Regions from separate parts of the Mus musculus genome. Here all the other regions are linked to region 1. The links are chromatin contacts, called in public ChIA-PET, HiChIP or PLAC-seq and promoter capture Hi-C maps. All regions are on one chromosome and are shown on one strand. Each heading gives the region's core, a stretch centred on a gene start, on an enhancer-like site or on the middle of the called end of the contact. The rest is flanking DNA. Distances are from core to core; before and after follow the strand shown. Region 1 holds the start of Zfp867 (zinc finger protein 867). Region 2 overlaps Wnt3a (wingless-type MMTV integration site family, member 3A). Region 3 holds the start of Mprip (myosin phosphatase Rho interacting protein). Region 4 has its middle 19 kb from the start of Gm51865.

Evidence for each region. Promoter capture Hi-C pulls out the DNA fragments that hold promoters and counts their contacts. ChIA-PET counts read pairs in DNA pulled down with a chosen protein or histone mark. HiChIP or PLAC-seq counts read pairs in DNA pulled down with a chosen protein or histone mark.
Region 2: a contact with region 1 is called in a promoter capture Hi-C map of cranial neural crest. The contact joins the enhancer-like site here to the promoter of Zfp867 in region 1. A contact is called at or near these places in 6 of 39 promoter capture datasets (the 3T3-L1 cell line, the C10 cell line, HPC-7-derived erythroid cells and 3 more), 1 of 15 datasets of contacts at CTCF or cohesin (the NIH/3T3 cell line), 2 of 484 Hi-C or Micro-C datasets (both in bone marrow-derived macrophages), 11 of 115 datasets of contacts at active chromatin or transcription factors (embryonic basal ganglia, embryonic brain, embryonic forebrain and 6 more) and 2 of 9 other capture datasets (adipose tissue and liver).
Region 3: a contact with region 1 is called in an RNA polymerase II ChIA-PET map of memory CD8 T cells, with 9 read pairs. The contact joins the promoter of Mprip here to the promoter of Zfp867 in region 1. A contact is called at or near these places in 1 of 39 promoter capture datasets (stem cell-derived epiblast-like cells), 1 of 484 Hi-C or Micro-C datasets (embryonic stem cells), 2 of 115 datasets of contacts at active chromatin or transcription factors (effector CD8 T cells and memory CD8 T cells) and 1 of 9 other capture datasets (pancreatic islet).
Region 4: a contact with region 1 is called in an H3K27ac HiChIP or PLAC-seq map of epiblast stem cells. The contact joins the enhancer-like site here to the promoter of Zfp867 in region 1. A contact is called at or near these places in 9 of 39 promoter capture datasets (the HPC-7 cell line, cranial neural crest, embryonic stem cells and 6 more), 3 of 15 datasets of contacts at CTCF or cohesin (CD8 T cells, the G1E-ER4 cell line and the NIH/3T3 cell line), 16 of 484 Hi-C or Micro-C datasets (the AML12 cell line, the C2C12 cell line, the G1E-ER4 cell line and 12 more), 20 of 115 datasets of contacts at active chromatin or transcription factors (the HPC-7 cell line, bone marrow-derived macrophages, craniofacial prominence and 13 more) and 3 of 9 other capture datasets (adipose tissue, liver and pancreatic islet).

The regions. Positions count from the first base shown.
Region 1 is chr11:59,470,910-59,474,526 of GRCm38.p6, reverse strand. Zfp867 (zinc finger protein 867) reads left to right here and starts at 2,053. Exons shown (of 4, transcript NM_178417.3): 1 at 2,053-2,186. The coding sequence starts at 2,160. It also overlaps the pseudogene Gm12263.
Region 2 is chr11:59,262,516-59,266,132 of GRCm38.p6, reverse strand. All of the region lies in intron 2 of Wnt3a (wingless-type MMTV integration site family, member 3A), which reads left to right. Among named protein-coding and RNA genes, the nearest start is that of Wnt3a, 26 kb to the left of the region's middle. Within about 2 kb of position 1,837, at least 57 of the 459 cell types and tissues checked have an H3K27ac peak or open chromatin away from gene starts, as enhancers often do.
Region 3 is chr11:59,660,479-59,664,095 of GRCm38.p6, reverse strand. Mprip (myosin phosphatase Rho interacting protein) reads right to left here and starts at 1,589. Exons shown (of 24, transcript NM_001368931.1): 1 at 1,148-1,589. The coding sequence starts at 1,270.
Region 4 is chr11:59,334,596-59,338,212 of GRCm38.p6, reverse strand. No RefSeq gene overlaps it. Among named protein-coding and RNA genes, the nearest start is that of Gm51865, 19 kb to the right of the region's middle. Within about 2 kb of position 1,707, at least 37 of the 459 cell types and tissues checked have an H3K27ac peak or open chromatin away from gene starts, as enhancers often do. A contact at or near this core is called in the AML12 cell line, adipose tissue, epiblast stem cells and 1 more, where this site is marked.

The DNA.
Region 1 (3,617 bases), core at 804-3,303:
GCCAAGCTCTTAGCCAAGTGTCGATATACCCTGCAGTACACCTATCCATATGCATACTACATGGAATCCGGTCCCAGGAAGAAGCTGTTTGAATACCAGCAGGCTCAGCTGGAAGCTGAGATCGAAAACCTTTCATGGAAAGTTGAGCGTGCAGACAGCTACGACAGAGGGGACTTAGAAAACCAGATGCACATAGCAGAGCAGCAGAGAAGAACCCTGCTAAAGGATTTTCAAGACACCTAAACTGGGCTGTGGCTGTGCCGGGGTGAGGAAGATGTAGCTGTGAGGCCGCCCGGCTGCCGTCCTGCAGGCTGCAGGCTCTGCCTTTCACCACCCAGGCAACAGCCAGGGCCCCACTCCTGAAAGACACTGGCAACACACCTCTTAGCCGATTTGTTTTCTCCTCATCTTTTTTATTTTTATTTCTACCAGGGTAGAGGCCGTGTTGAGCTGGCCTCTAATGAGGACTTTAAATTTCCCCTGGATGGTTGTTGGGCGGGAGGGGACTTTTTTTTCTGAATGGCTATTAATAGTATTAGATCATTACAACTTATGTAATTTTCAAAGGTTGTGCGATTATAAGGGAAAGAGGCAAACCATAGATAACACAGAGCCCGATTAAAATAAATTGGCATTGGAGTGCTTCACCCTTTAAAAAAAAATTATAGATGTGGCCCTTCATTAACTTCTATTCGAAGCTGGGCAGTGGGGGCGCATGCCTTTAGTCCCAGCACTTGGGAGGCAGAGGCAGGCGGATTTCTGAGTTCAAGGCCAGCCTGGTCTACAGAGTGAGTTCCAGGACAGCCAACATTACACAGAGAAACCCTGTCTCGAAAAACCAAAAAAAAAAAAAAAAAAAAAAAAAAACCAAACAAACAAAACTTCTATTCAACATTGCTATCTTAGAGGAGTGCCTTCCCTTTTAAAGCTCAGGCTAGCTCCTTGTTTTGGCCAGAGCTCTCTAGATGAACAGAGCTGATAGTATATATATAATTTATTAGAGTGCTTTACAGGCTGTGGTTCAGCTAGTTCGATACTAGCTGTCCCCCAACAGAGAGCTGTGGGCAACCCATGGGGACGGATGTCTCTGTTGGTCCTCAGTAGACACTGGAACCCTAAAGAAGTAGATTCTAATAGCAGCAAAGGCATGCTTTGGTGGCAGGGGAGACAGACTTGCCAATGGGAGGGGAGACAAGCAGGTAAGGAGCAGGAGCTTCCTTCTTCCACATTGCATCATATAGCCTGTCATGAAGGTGTGCTTCAGGGTTAGAGTAGGTCCTCTAACCTCAGATGATCCAGTCAAGAAAAATCGCTCACAAGCATTCCCAGCCTCTCGGGTTTTAGTTGATTCTAGACGTAGCCAAGGTGACAACCAACAATAGCCATTACAGTCCTCAAGCTAGGAAGATTATGACATCTAAATTTTTAAAAATGAGGGCTCTGGCTCAGTTGGCAGAGTCCTTGTTTAGAATACAAGAAGTCCTTAGCAGGATCCCCAGTGATGCATAATAGCACACATGTCCTTCTAGCACTCCAAAGATGGAGGCAAGCAGATCCGGGGGTTCAAGGCTGGCCTGAACTGTATTTGAGGCAAGCTACACGAGACCCTCCCTGTCTCAATGTATTCACAATAAAAATTTCAAATAATTGTCATGTTAGGAATTTCCAGTTGTAAATAGCATATGTGTGTGTGTGTATGTATATGTGTATATCTATCTATCTATCTATCTATCTATCTATCTATCTATCTATCTATCTCTATCTCTATCTCTCTCTCTATCTATCTATCTATATGTTATTGTTCCATGGATATGTTTCTGTAGGTAAAGTACAAGTGTGTCCTGTCCTGGCAGGGCCATTGCTAGAGTGCAAACAAATCTTGTCCCGTAAGTATCTCTCTGTCAAAGGTTAGATTACATCCCTAATCACTCAAGGATTGGGGGCGTGTCCAAACCCTTCGTCTATCAGAGTGGAATTGTCCAATCAGGCCGCAGCTCGAGCGGAGGGGCGGGGCAGGATGCTTTACTCTCGCGGTGTTTGGTTCTTTTCACTGTTTAGTTCTTGTTCAGGTTCCGTTTCTTCAGGTTCTATGTCTGGCTCACAGTTGTGTATGGTGGCTCCGCTGTAGCTAGCGTCCTTATGAGGTGCAGACGACGACGATGCGGGACAGCAGAAATTCGGAAATGGTGAGCGTTCCGGCCGACGCTGGCTACAGCCAACCAGTACCAGCCGCAGGGAAGGCCTCCGTAGCTGGTGTCTGCGGCCCGATCCCGGTGCTGTCCGGTGTCCTGGGTGTCCTGGGTCCCCTCGCTTCCCATCTGCCCTCGCGGCGGCCTGACCGACTCACCTCAGGACTTGGGGCGTCATGGCCGACCCACCTTAGGACTTGGGACGCTGGCTTCTTGGTTGTGGGTTCCCGCCCTTCAGCCATGGCTGGGCTTTCCCGAGTCTTGGAAAGTGGGGTCTCAATCTATTTACTCTTCGCCTGCCTGTCCCACGCCCCCGTGTTCACAGTGAAGTCCCAAAATTCCAGTCTTTAGGGCCGTCCCCCCGCTAGTCTCAGGACATCGATGGTTGGTTAGTAGGAAAAAGCCGAGAGAGATTTCGTCAGTGCGGGCACCGTAGAAGCGGGACAGATGAAGGGTCTAGGACACTCCTACCCCAATTGATCTTTGGACAGGAGCTTTAGGCTTAAATAGAGGAAGGCCAGACCAAAAAAAAAAAAAGCTTAAACACAGCAGCCTAATGTAAGGTGGGCCCCGCCCATCTTTGTCTCCGCTCATTTGAGACCTGAAGGGGACTAGGTGTTTCTCTGGAGATAGCTCCTGCTTCTGTGAAGGGCTGTCCTTCCATGAATCCTGGGTGACTGCAGGTTAAGGACCATAACTTATCTCTGTGCCCTCAGCGGCAGAGTGAAGGCCGGGATGCCAGGCGGTCATCCCGCCTTTATTTGTGGCTGTATGTGGATACACACACGTGTGTGGGTGTCTGAGGAAGTCAGAAGACGGTGTCAGATTCCCTGGAGCTAAAGGTATGGGCGGTTATGAGCTGCCCCAAAGTGGTTGCTGGAAACTGAACTCCATCCAGCTTTCTTCAAGAGCAACAAATGCTCTTAACCACTGAGCCATCTCTGCAGTGCCCCCCGCCCCCAACAGTTTCAGTACCAGTATTTTCAAATGCCAACTTCTACTGTAAAAGGTTTTAAAAGTGACAACCATTACTGTTTATTTTCGTTGCTAAATAAATAGAAATTGACACAATATCTTTTTCATTTCCTATTAGTAATGGTCCCAGGTTCAGAACTGCCAGATGCTGACAAATTTCTTATAGCTGCCATATGTCCTAGCCTAAAGTTGACCTTTCATCATCCACTTAGACAGCAGCCTGAGATCTGGGGTGAAACCTCTTCGAGGAGCAGCTAGAGGACCTGGAGCTGGAGCAATCGAATAGTCCTCATCTCAATAGTTCATTTTTTTCCTTGTTTTTTAAATACTTATGTATATGAGTACCCTATTGTTGTCTTCAGTACACCAGAGGAGGGCATCGGATCCCATTACAGATGCTTGTGAGCTACCATGTGGTTGCTGGGAATTGAACTCAGGACCTCTGGAAGAGCA
Region 2 (3,617 bases), core at 588-3,087, 210 kb after region 1:
ATGTGCTGTGTATGGATATGTGGAGATGTGTGCACGTGTCAGTGCACATATACATTTGTGCACCTGTGTATGTACTCACAGGTATTGATTATATATGTATAGATGTGTGAATGGTAGCTACACACAAATGCTCGTACATGTGTGCTCAGGTGTCTGTCTCTGTGTGGGTGTGACCATGTACACGGTACAGGCGTGTGTGCATATGTATATGCATTGAGCATGCATGTGTGAATGGGTGCCTGTGTGTATACAAGGCAAGTGTTTGCTCATATCTAATCCCAAAACCATCTGCCCTGTGTCAGCCTAAAACTCAGGATGCTAACCTGAGCGTGAGGAAGCTCTAGCCCTTGAATGCAGAACGAGGTCCTAGAGGGCTCTGCTCTTGCACCCAAAAGTAGCAGGGAGCGACCTACCTACCTACTCGGGATCAGAAAGCATTTGAAGAATTTTGAGTACAGGATGATTGTGAACCGTTTATATCCCTTGAGGCAAGCCTCAGACACTTGGAGGCAGGTACTAGGTGACTCCCCTGTATTGACCTCTGGCAAGATGAAATGGGTGGGGTGGTTGCAGGGCCAGCCTGGGCCAGAGGTAGGGGTCACAGGACGAAGGTCAATAAAACAGCTGGTCAGGCTGGAAGGGGACAAGTGGGAGGCTCACAGGATTGGGGGGTGGGGGCAGAGTCCAGGAAGCAGGTTATTAAACACTATGTGTCCTTGTGAGGGGACAGCTTTCTTTTGGCTGTGTGTGACATTTGCATGTAAGACATAAAGGCACATGGTCTGAAGCCCACAGCCGTGGAAACTAGGGTCTCTACCTGCCTGTGTACGGGGGTGGCTGTGCCTGGAGTCCTCAGAAGCTCCTAGCTGGCTTCCCTATGAGGGAGGAGCATCTTCTACCCACCTTGCAACACTCCACCCCACTTGGGGGTGGTCTCCCCAAGTCCCTAAGGACTCCTGGGGGCTCACTGCTTGTACAGGCAACCTTTATTCACTGCGAAGTCTTCATTTGGGCCTTGCTGGCCTGGACAGTGTCTCCAGCCAGAGCATCTTACCTCGTGTTGGGTGTGGTCCCTTCCTCCAGCCTGTGACATACCTCCAGGCCAGCCATACCCTCAACCCATAGTGGCTGGACTTTGTTGGGTCCCCCAAACCTCTGCCACAACTATTAGCAGAGTTGGTTGCTTTTGAACATCAGACTCTCAGTATCTGCTGAACTCACCCCAAGCCCTACTTGGCTTCTGGGCAGGGAACAACAGCTTGGCCTCTTCCCCTCCCCCAGGCAAAACCCCTTCCTGATGACTGGCCTCAGCTTCGTGGCTCCTCAGGGGGTGGTCCTCCACCTCTCTGTGTGCTCAGCCTATGGAAGGATCGACTCCAATGAGACTAGCCTGCAAGACAGCCGGAGCTTAGGGGTTCCGGAGGGACAGAAAGGGCAGCTTTTTAGGGAAGCAGAGTCCCCAAATCCAGGTTGCGACCCCTGACCCCCCCATCCGAAAGTGTTACCATTTACGATGCGTTGGGGGTGGGGGGGCTCCCCTGGCTCCGGGGGCCTCTCCGGTATATCATTAACTCTCCGCTGTGGGAGGGGGGACCCCGGCCGATATCCCACTGCGCTCGGCTCTGAGCACAATGTCCCTGCGAGGACGACAAGATTAAGCACAAGGGAAAAGTGAAAATGCTGTTGGCGATTCACACGCCCTTCGGGGTGTTGAATTAAAGCGTCTGAAAGAGGATTTCCCCTCGCGCCCGACGGCGCGGCGGGCAGCGCATACTTCCAGGTTGCTATGACTGGCCGGCGATCGCCTAATCACCGGCCAGGGGGAAATTCATATAAAATATCGCTGGCCATTGTGGGGCTAACGCGGCGTGACAGTGTCGCACAAAGCCGGATTCATCAGCCCCAGCAGGTCAGCCAGGCGCCCGGCCGCGCGGGCCCGGGCGGTGTCAGGGGCCGCGGCCACGGTGGGGCACCGGCGCATTCCGCTCTCAGGTGGCTCCGGGGCCTTTTGTGCCTCCGTGTGATTACCAAATGCCACCGCGACACCCCCTCCGGGCCGCCCGGCTCCTCGAGGCCAGGAAAAGGGCCTGGGGAAGGAGGGACGGTGGGCAGCCTTGGAGGGGAGGCGCCAGGGCGGGGCCTGGGCTGCAAGCTACCAGCTGGGGCTGCTCGGTTCTCTCGTCTGCCCTCTGCCTGCTGTGCTGAACACGGGTGGGGGAAGGGATGCCCACCCACTGAATGTGTTATGGAAGCACTTTCAGACATCGGGATGGGAATGGGATAGATAGATGGTTTGTCTTTCCTCAGCGTGACAGGAGAGTGACACTCCCAAGGGAGGTGATGCCCCATGACCTGCAGGCTCTGGCCAGTCTGAGCAATTATGGCTATGCCATAGTTGGGCCTTCTTCCCACCAGTGGTCGGATAGTGATCTCCCAGTTGGAGTCTGGAAATTGAGAGGACAGAGACCATCTGGAGGTTGTTGCCTGACAAACTCAGCCCAGGCTGCCAACCCTAAGCCTTCTGTGGTCTCCAGGAGGGTGTGGTGGATGTAATGTGCAGACATAGGTAAGGGTGAACCTTCTGTCTGCTGGGATTCCCTGGTTCTAGTCCTGTGCAGGGAAGCTTCAACAGAGATAGAGGGTCCTAAATAAACGCATACATAGCATATGATCCTAAAGGTTCATGCACCAAACTTTGGTGCACCCAATTTCAAAAATAAATAAATAAATAAATAAATAAAAATATAAAAATAAAAATAAAAATAAAAAGGTACTACTGGATTTAAAGGCACAGATTAACCTCAACTCATTAATAGTAGGCAATTTCAATAAGCCCACACACACATGCACACACGGACACGCACACAGCTCGTACCTGGTTCTGGAGAGTAGACACCTTCCATATGATTCATTTCACTTCTAGTTCTGAGCCTAGTGCCTAGCTCATTATGGACTCTCATATTCTGGATAGGTGATGGACGGATGGACAGATGAATGGATGAGTGGGTGGATGGATGATAAATGGGTAGTAGATGGATAATGAGTGCGTGATAGATGGACAGTAGACAGATAATTGAGTGGGTGGTATTTTGGTGGAGGATGGGCGTATGATAAATAATGAACTAGATGAAGGGAAAGGAAGGAAGCCCAGATAGTGATACTTTCCTTAAACCCAGTAAGAGCGCAGCAAAGCTGAGATTGTTTCTGCAGGGGGACTTTGCTCCCCACCTCCCAGGATCTGGGTGAAGAGACAGTGGCCTCAATTCATAATCCTCCCACGTCAGCCTTCCTGGTGCTGGAATTACAGGCCTGAGCCATGACACCGTTTTTGGAATTTGCTTCTTTTATAGAACAACTTCTTCAGGTAGTTTCTTTTCTTTATCTTTACCTGTATCTGATAAATAGACAGTATCTCCAGCCCTCCAAAAGCTCTTCTTAGCTCTGCCCCCAGATGACTGGCCCAGATGGGCAACACTAGTCTGTAAGAGTCCTGTGCTCAGGCACCCACCCCCTCCTCATTTGATGATCAATAGCCATTTGAAGGGTCTGATGTCATGCACTTGTTTTCTGGAGGGAGGTGTGCTCTTGGAAGCCCTCACCTTTATGCTGGCCATTTC
Region 3 (3,617 bases), core at 340-2,839, 190 kb before region 1:
AACAAGTCAAACCTTGCTTGCCTGCCTGCTTGCCCATAAAGGCTTTAAAAACAGCCAAACCAGGGCACTTCAAAGCAATGTTTTCAGTCTAAACAGCTCTTTCCAAAAGGAGTGGCTACAACTAGGTGGCACTGGCTGGACCGTGTGGGGAACTCCACTGAAGTCAGCAAGCAGGGGGCAAAGGAAGTGGGCGAGGGGAAAGGGGAGCAGGATATATAGTGCTTTCCCAAAGTGCTGCAAACAAGGCCAGGAATCCTCAACACCAGAAACGGGAGAGCAACCAGTTCCCAAGGGCCAGTTGCCCAAATTGGAGACCTTGTACCAACACAAATTCCCAATCTCCTACACTGCTCCGGGGTTGGAGGTCTTTGGCAATCTAGGACAATGTTTTCCATGACTGTGACTTGGAGGTCTGGAACTCTGTTTTCCATGACTGTGACTTTGACACGGGTTAGGAAGAGCGTCTAACCTGGTCCAAAATCCTGACTAACAAATTAAGGGCAGACAGAGGGGGAAACCAACTTTCCCCAGAATGTACAGGTCTTCTTGGTCTCCTGGGCCAGAAAGCAAAACCAAGAAGGGAAGCCCCTACCCCTCGACAAAAGCTATTCCTACCTTCAGTTCAAGAGCAAGACCCACCCATCTGAAGAGAAACACCTCATCTCTCTTCAGACCCTGACGGTGACAGTGACTTAGAAGGAGAGCAGGCTCTATTCCACAAGATGGAAACTGGTGACCCACGCAAACATGCCAATTCCTGGGACAGTTTGGTGGCCAAGTCTGCGTCCAGTCCCAAGACAAGTCGCGAGGGGGGCGAGGGGGGGGGTAGTACTGACAAGTGGCAAGCAAGCCCCACTTTGTTCCTATCCAGGGAAACCAGACATTTTTTTGAGTCACCCAACAAGCATGAATCACACGGCAGAGCTATGGGAACGGGAAAGGATGTTATTTTTCGGCATTCTTGAGGATTTTCCCTTTGTCCCAGCTCTATCGATACTCTTCCCGCCCCCATTCCAACCCCATCCCCCAACTCTCACGCATTTTTTTTCCCTGCTCCATTTTTATTCTCTCTTGGCCTTCGCAGGCTCTGCGCTCCCCGGCACGACTCGCAGGCAGGACTCTCAGCTCCGCACCCGCGGCAGCTCACCTGCGTCAGGTCCTCGTCGTTGAGCAGATGCGACTCGCGGGGCTTGAAGCAGTTCTGACACTTGCTCTTGTTGAAGATGTTGGCCTGAAATTTCCTGCACGGGTTTTCCTTGGCCGCCGACATGTCGGCTAGGCGGCCGCGGAGCGGGCCGCCACGGCCCAGCGCTCTCCCGGGGGTCGGGGACTCAGCGCGGCCGCCGCCGCATTTTGCGCTGGCCGCCGCAGGCCCGGAAAGGCCTCCCCTCTCGCGCCGCGCCCCGCCTGCTCGCCGCGGCCTCAGAGCGCGCGCGCCGCCTCGCGCCCCGCCCCGCCGCCCGGCCGCTGTGGGCCCATGGACGGACGCGGCCTCCGGCCGCTGGCTCCACCGCGGCCGCCCCCAAGGCGCCGGCCGGCAAGTCCAGCCGTCGCGCTCACCCGGCGCCCGCCGCCACCGCGAACGAACCGAGCTGGGCGCCGCGCGCACTCGGGGAGGGGCGGGGTGGGGCGGGGCACCGCAACCGGCAGCCCCGCGAGCCAATGGCACCCGCACGCTCCTGCTAACAAAGAAACCCGTCGACCAATGGATGACGGGGGCGGGACCGGGAGCAGCGGGCGCAAGGTAACTTGTCCAGGCTGGGAAGGTGGAGGCGCTGGGATGGAACTTTCAGGTTTGGTGGACTGGCGCCGCCGCCCGCGGCCTGACAGCTGCGGCGTTGGGCTGGGCTGCTCCCGGAAGGACGCCGGAGATCTCCGCGGTCTCCCTGCGGGCCCCTGTCTTTCTCGTAGTCTCTTCGCTGCGGCCTTCTGCCTCGTCTAGCCTGCGCCCCTACTGTGTGCTAGGTCTGTGGTCGACCCAGATGCCACCATAAAGACTAGAAATTGTTTCAAGTGCTTCCCGTGTTTTAGATCATTAAAGTTCCATAACCTTCCCGTGACCATTCCGGTTTTACGTAAGGAAACTGAGGCGCGCGGAGCAGTTAAGTAATAAGACGTAGTGTTTCCGAGGTGACTAGAAGATGTCAGCAGCCGTGAGGAGTTGTCAATTCTATTATGGGAGCCCAATTCTGCTAGAGTTACGTACGCACTCTTACCTCCGTTTTGTGCTTGAGGAGACAAAAGCTCAGACACTGCGAATAGCTTGTGCAAGGTCACTCTGCAAGAAGGGCCTGAACTATATACTACAGGCCACTCTTGTCCAGACTCCCAGGCAAAAGGCCACTTGGAAAGGAAACGACAGAGGAGTCCAGAATGGGCGGAGGGGAGGGGGATGGAGGGGGACAACCCCTGCTCCTTAGGAGGCAAATTGTTCCCAGCAGCAGTGAAATGGATCTAAGCAGAGAGCATGCAGAACTGTTCCCAAGGTATGCAGGTGTAAGTGTGGGGAGGAGGAACAAGAAAGGAGTATGTGGTCCCAGAACTCTGAAAGTAGATCTAGGAGGGTGGAGAGTTTAAGGCCAGTCTGGACCGTAATGAGACCTTTATAAGGAGGCTAAGGAGGAGAGGAAAGGGAAAGAGTGAGGGAGGCAAGACAGAAAGGAGGAATCACTTTGACCTGAGATTCCAGGCTCAGCTGGCTGGCAGTTCCAGAAGTCAGCCTGTGTTTTTTAACAGGCTGAACTAACTCATTCTTCACAATGGAGGTGATATTGGAGCAGGTGGTGGCACTGAGAGCAGCTGCGCTCAGGTCACAAGGAGGCTTTAGGAGAGAAATGCCTTCAGAGTTGCGTACTTTTCCACTGGTCATCTGGTGACTACCCCGGGGAGGTGCATTTCCATTTTGAGAAAGAAATGCTCTCCTGCACAAGGAATCAGGAATGAAGGAGCCCAGATCAAAGTGTGCCTGCAGCCTGAGGGGAAAGCCCAGCTCTGATCCAGCTGTGGGCAGGTCTTTTGCCCTCACTGGCACCTCACTGACCACATGGACAAAACTGACATGAATGTAAGGTGTTGCAAGCATTAGGTGATAATCATCTTTGCAAAATACTTCACATAATGTGGCCAATTGTTAATTGGTGAATTTTGGGAAAGGGTGTTTACTGGACTATCCTTGCGACCTTGTTGATTTAAATTTTTTTCCAGAATAAAGACGGGGAAGGGGTAAAGGGAGACTGACGGTTCTTGTCTGCACCGAATACTCGGAAAGTGATACCAGTGGTGGCCTCTGGGGAGAAGAACTGGGTTATTGGGAGGTGACCTACTTTTAAATTTTCAATATAAAACCTTTTTGTTCCTTTCGGGTTTTGTTTTATGAGCATGTACAAGCTGTTTAAAAGAAAGACTTAGAGCCAGCAAGATTGCAAGGCGCGTAAAGGCCTTTGGTACCACACCTGATGAGTTGAGATGAGTCCCCTGAAGCCACATGGTGGAAGGACAGCACAAACTCCTGAAAGTTGTCCTCAGACCTCCAGATGAGTAGTACAGTGTGTGCTACAGTGTGTGCGTATGTGCGCGCGCGCACGCGCACACACACACACGAAATACATTTAAAATCT
Region 4 (3,617 bases), core at 458-2,957, 140 kb after region 1:
CTTGGCCACCAGGTCTCGTGTTCCAGACAGAAAGTGGGTGAAGGGTGAAGTGCTAAGCAGGAGAACGATCTCTCAGCATCTGGCCTTTGTCTGCACATTACAGGACAGACTCTCAGACTTGCGCCCACGGTCAGAAAGGTGTCAGGTGGTCACTGATGCTGGCAAGCGGCCCAGAGAAGCTGACCTAGTTGAGTTCTTGGAATTTTATATTCTGTGTGAGTGTGTGTGTGTGTGTGTGTGTTTGTGTGTGTGTGTGTGTGTGTACATATTATGGCACATGCATAGATGTCAAAGGATAACGTAGGGAAACCGGTTCTCCCCATCCACCTTGTAGCTTGATGGCCTTAAATTCAGATTACCAGGCTCGGTGGCAAGTGCCATCTGCTGAGCCATCTTGGGACCTGAAATGTTTTAAAAGTCTTTATGATGCTCAAAAATTTCAGTGACGGAAGTATGTCAGATCTCAGGGTTTCGAATGTTCAGACTATGGATGTTTAATATCCATCTGTCAAATATCCCCTAGTCCACAGCATGTCTAACCTCTGACTACCCATTTGGTCCCAAGCTCTAGGTTCAGTCTGCACAGCATACTGAATGAACCTATCAGTGACGTTAGAAAACTCAAGCACATAGAGTCCTCCCACGATAGCACTTGGTCCTGGAGATGACAAACTTGGGTTTACTTGCTAGCGAATGGCATAACCTTTACCAGAGCAGAAGGCCCCAGAGGAGAGGGGCCTCCTCAGGTCACACAGCCAGAGAACAAAGGCAGTCACACACTGTCAGTGTGCCTCTGGCCCCATACCATAGGAAGAGGAGCAAGCAAGGACATAGTACCCATTCCAACTTCTCTTAAACAGATAGAAAGACAAGTGTGTGTGTGTGTGTGTGTGTGTGTGTGTGTGTGTGTGTGTGTGCGCGCGCGCGCACGCGCACATGTGCGCGCCGTGTGCCCCCCCCCCCCCACACACACACACCTGCTCTCATACTGCTCTGTCTTCTCCCATAGGGAGGATCTTGGTTTAGAAAGTTGGAAGAAACAGGCAGTGGTACCACATTGGGGAAGTAGAGGCAGGAGGATCTCTGTGAGTTCGAGGCCAGCCTGGTCTACAGAGTGAGTTCCAGCACAGCCATGAATACACAGAGAAACCCTGTCTCAAAATAAAACAAAACTAAACTAAACAGTTGGAGGAGGTTCTCCTGAGAGAGCTGGTACCCTATGCCAGTCATCTACGCTGAAGTCCTGTGCCCAGGCCCTTCCCTCTCCGAAGACCAACTATCTTCATCTCGCACAGGGCTCCAGAGGGGTCTTCTCATACCCCAGGGCATGTCTTCAATGTCCCTCCACCCCCACCCCTTACAATCCCAATGAGTTTCCACACCCCAGCCCTGACTTCTGCCCTCCCTGCCTCCCCTCTGATCCTCTGGAATGCCCTCCTTGGCTACTTCCCTTTCTTTCTCCCCTCTTCTCTCCTCTCTTCTCTCTGCCCTCTCACTTTCCTTCCCTCTCCATATTCCTGCCACCTACTGACAGACTGCAGCAGGAACAGCCCTGCACCCCCAGCCCCAGCCGTTTCCATGGATCTGGGCCCAACACAAACAGCCCAGGACCCCCCACCTTCAGCCTGGCCTTGGGAGTAGGGTTGGGTGGGCAGATGAGGTCATTGCCACAGGCCCCCCAGCAGGCCAGCAGGCCTGTGAGGGGAGGAAGTGTTTGTTTGCTCTTGTTTCCTTGGCAACTTGCTGGACCCTTCCCCCACTCCCATCCCTGAGCAGGCCAGAAAAGCTTTGGATAGGACCACTGCCCCTTTCCAGCCCATGCCTTACTGTGCTGAGACCCCAGGACATTATCCTGGGCTGCCAGGAAAGGGCTATAACCCTTAACCCCACTTCCAGAGGAGGAATTTGGAAAATGGAGACAAGACCATTTCTGTCCAGGGTTGAGGATCAGCCTGAAGCTCCACCTGCTGTCCCCGGGTGACAGCACCTCTTTGAGGGGCAACAGGTTGGGGTCAGCTCCAACCTTCCAGGAACTGAGCCCAACCATCCCTGGCAGGCGGTGGAAAGAGGAAGGACAGGGCAAAACAGTGCCCCAGTGTGGCCAGTGTCCAAGCAGCTCCAGGGCTCCAGGGTGCCAGGTGTGTGTCTGCCCCAGCCCTGCCCCAGCCCTGCCTGAGCCCCAGCCCCACAAAAGTCACTGGCAAGTCCTCTCTAGTTCTCTTGTGTGCTGAGGGATCATAGAGAACCTCACAGATAGACCCTCACCCCAACCCCAGGTCAGACTAGGTCAACTCAGTCTCCAGAAAGCTGGGGATGGGCGCATACAGGGTTTGTGTGTGTGCATGTGCAGGCAGGCTAGACCCCCAGGAATGACCCCAACCCAACCTGCTCACAACCTTCTACAGTCAGCATGCCCTACCCTAACATCCCCAACCTGACAGCAGCTCCTGTGGGAGCTTACTATGAACAACCTGGACCAGGAACTGGGGACAGTTAGGGGTCCCCATGCTCCACAACACATGCAAGGCAACCAAGGACTTCCACTTGATCCCTGAGTCCAACCTCCTCTCCCTTCTCCCACTCTGTTCTTCTATCTCCTCTTGCTCCTCTCCTTTCCCTCCTCCTCCTCCTCCCCTCTTCACATCTTCTTCCCTTTCTCTGACCCCTCCTCCTTCATTCATTCCCTTCTGTCTCCTCTCCTCTCTACCTTCATCCTTGGTGCCTGAAGTCAGCCTTACAGGCCAGGCGGGATCCAACCCAATACCTTCCCACTGTTGCACACTCAAGCCTTTCTGAGACATTACCTAAGTGCCTCCTTACCTAATCCCCCAGTCATCTCCCACACCAGCCAGCCCCGCTGGGAGGAGAGCCAGATGCCTGCCTCGGCCTGGTCTCAGCTCAGGGAGTTGCCTGGTTGATCGCTGGCTGGCCCCTAGCACCTGTGTATCCTAGGCTTGTGTCTCCACCTATGAAAGACCCTGGGGTCATACCCTTGAAGAATCTGGCTCATGGGACCCACCCCTTCTCTGTGTTCACTTGCCAGCACTTGTGATTGGATAGCCTGTCCTCTAAGAACTGCCGGGGAATCTCTTCTCCAACCAGGAGTGGGAAGTACCGTTCAGGATCCAGGGTGTCTTGGTTCACTTGAGGAAGTAACTCAATGGGAGAGATCTCTCTTCCTGCCTCATGAGTCAGTGGGCACCCATCCACTGAGAAGCTCGGATGGGGGTAGCTATAGACTGTCACCATAGTGGACAGCTGTGCAAGGGAAAGACTGTGCAGGGGCTAGGAGGTGAGCTACAGTCAGCACTGTGACCCTACTATACTCATGCACACAAACAAACATGCATGTAGACACATATACATGCAAACACAATGAACCACACATACATCTGCACACATATATTCACAAAGGGACAAACCTATGGATGTAGCCAAGCAGAGTCACAAGATACAGAGATGTGTGGACATGGACATAGGAGATGGCTCCCATGTGGACATACATAAACACAGACAGACACATATTCATGAACACAGCCCCTCTGAACATGTATAGACACTTCTGGGCACACAGACTTTGACATACACACATAGGCATATTCACATGGTCAAGTTCA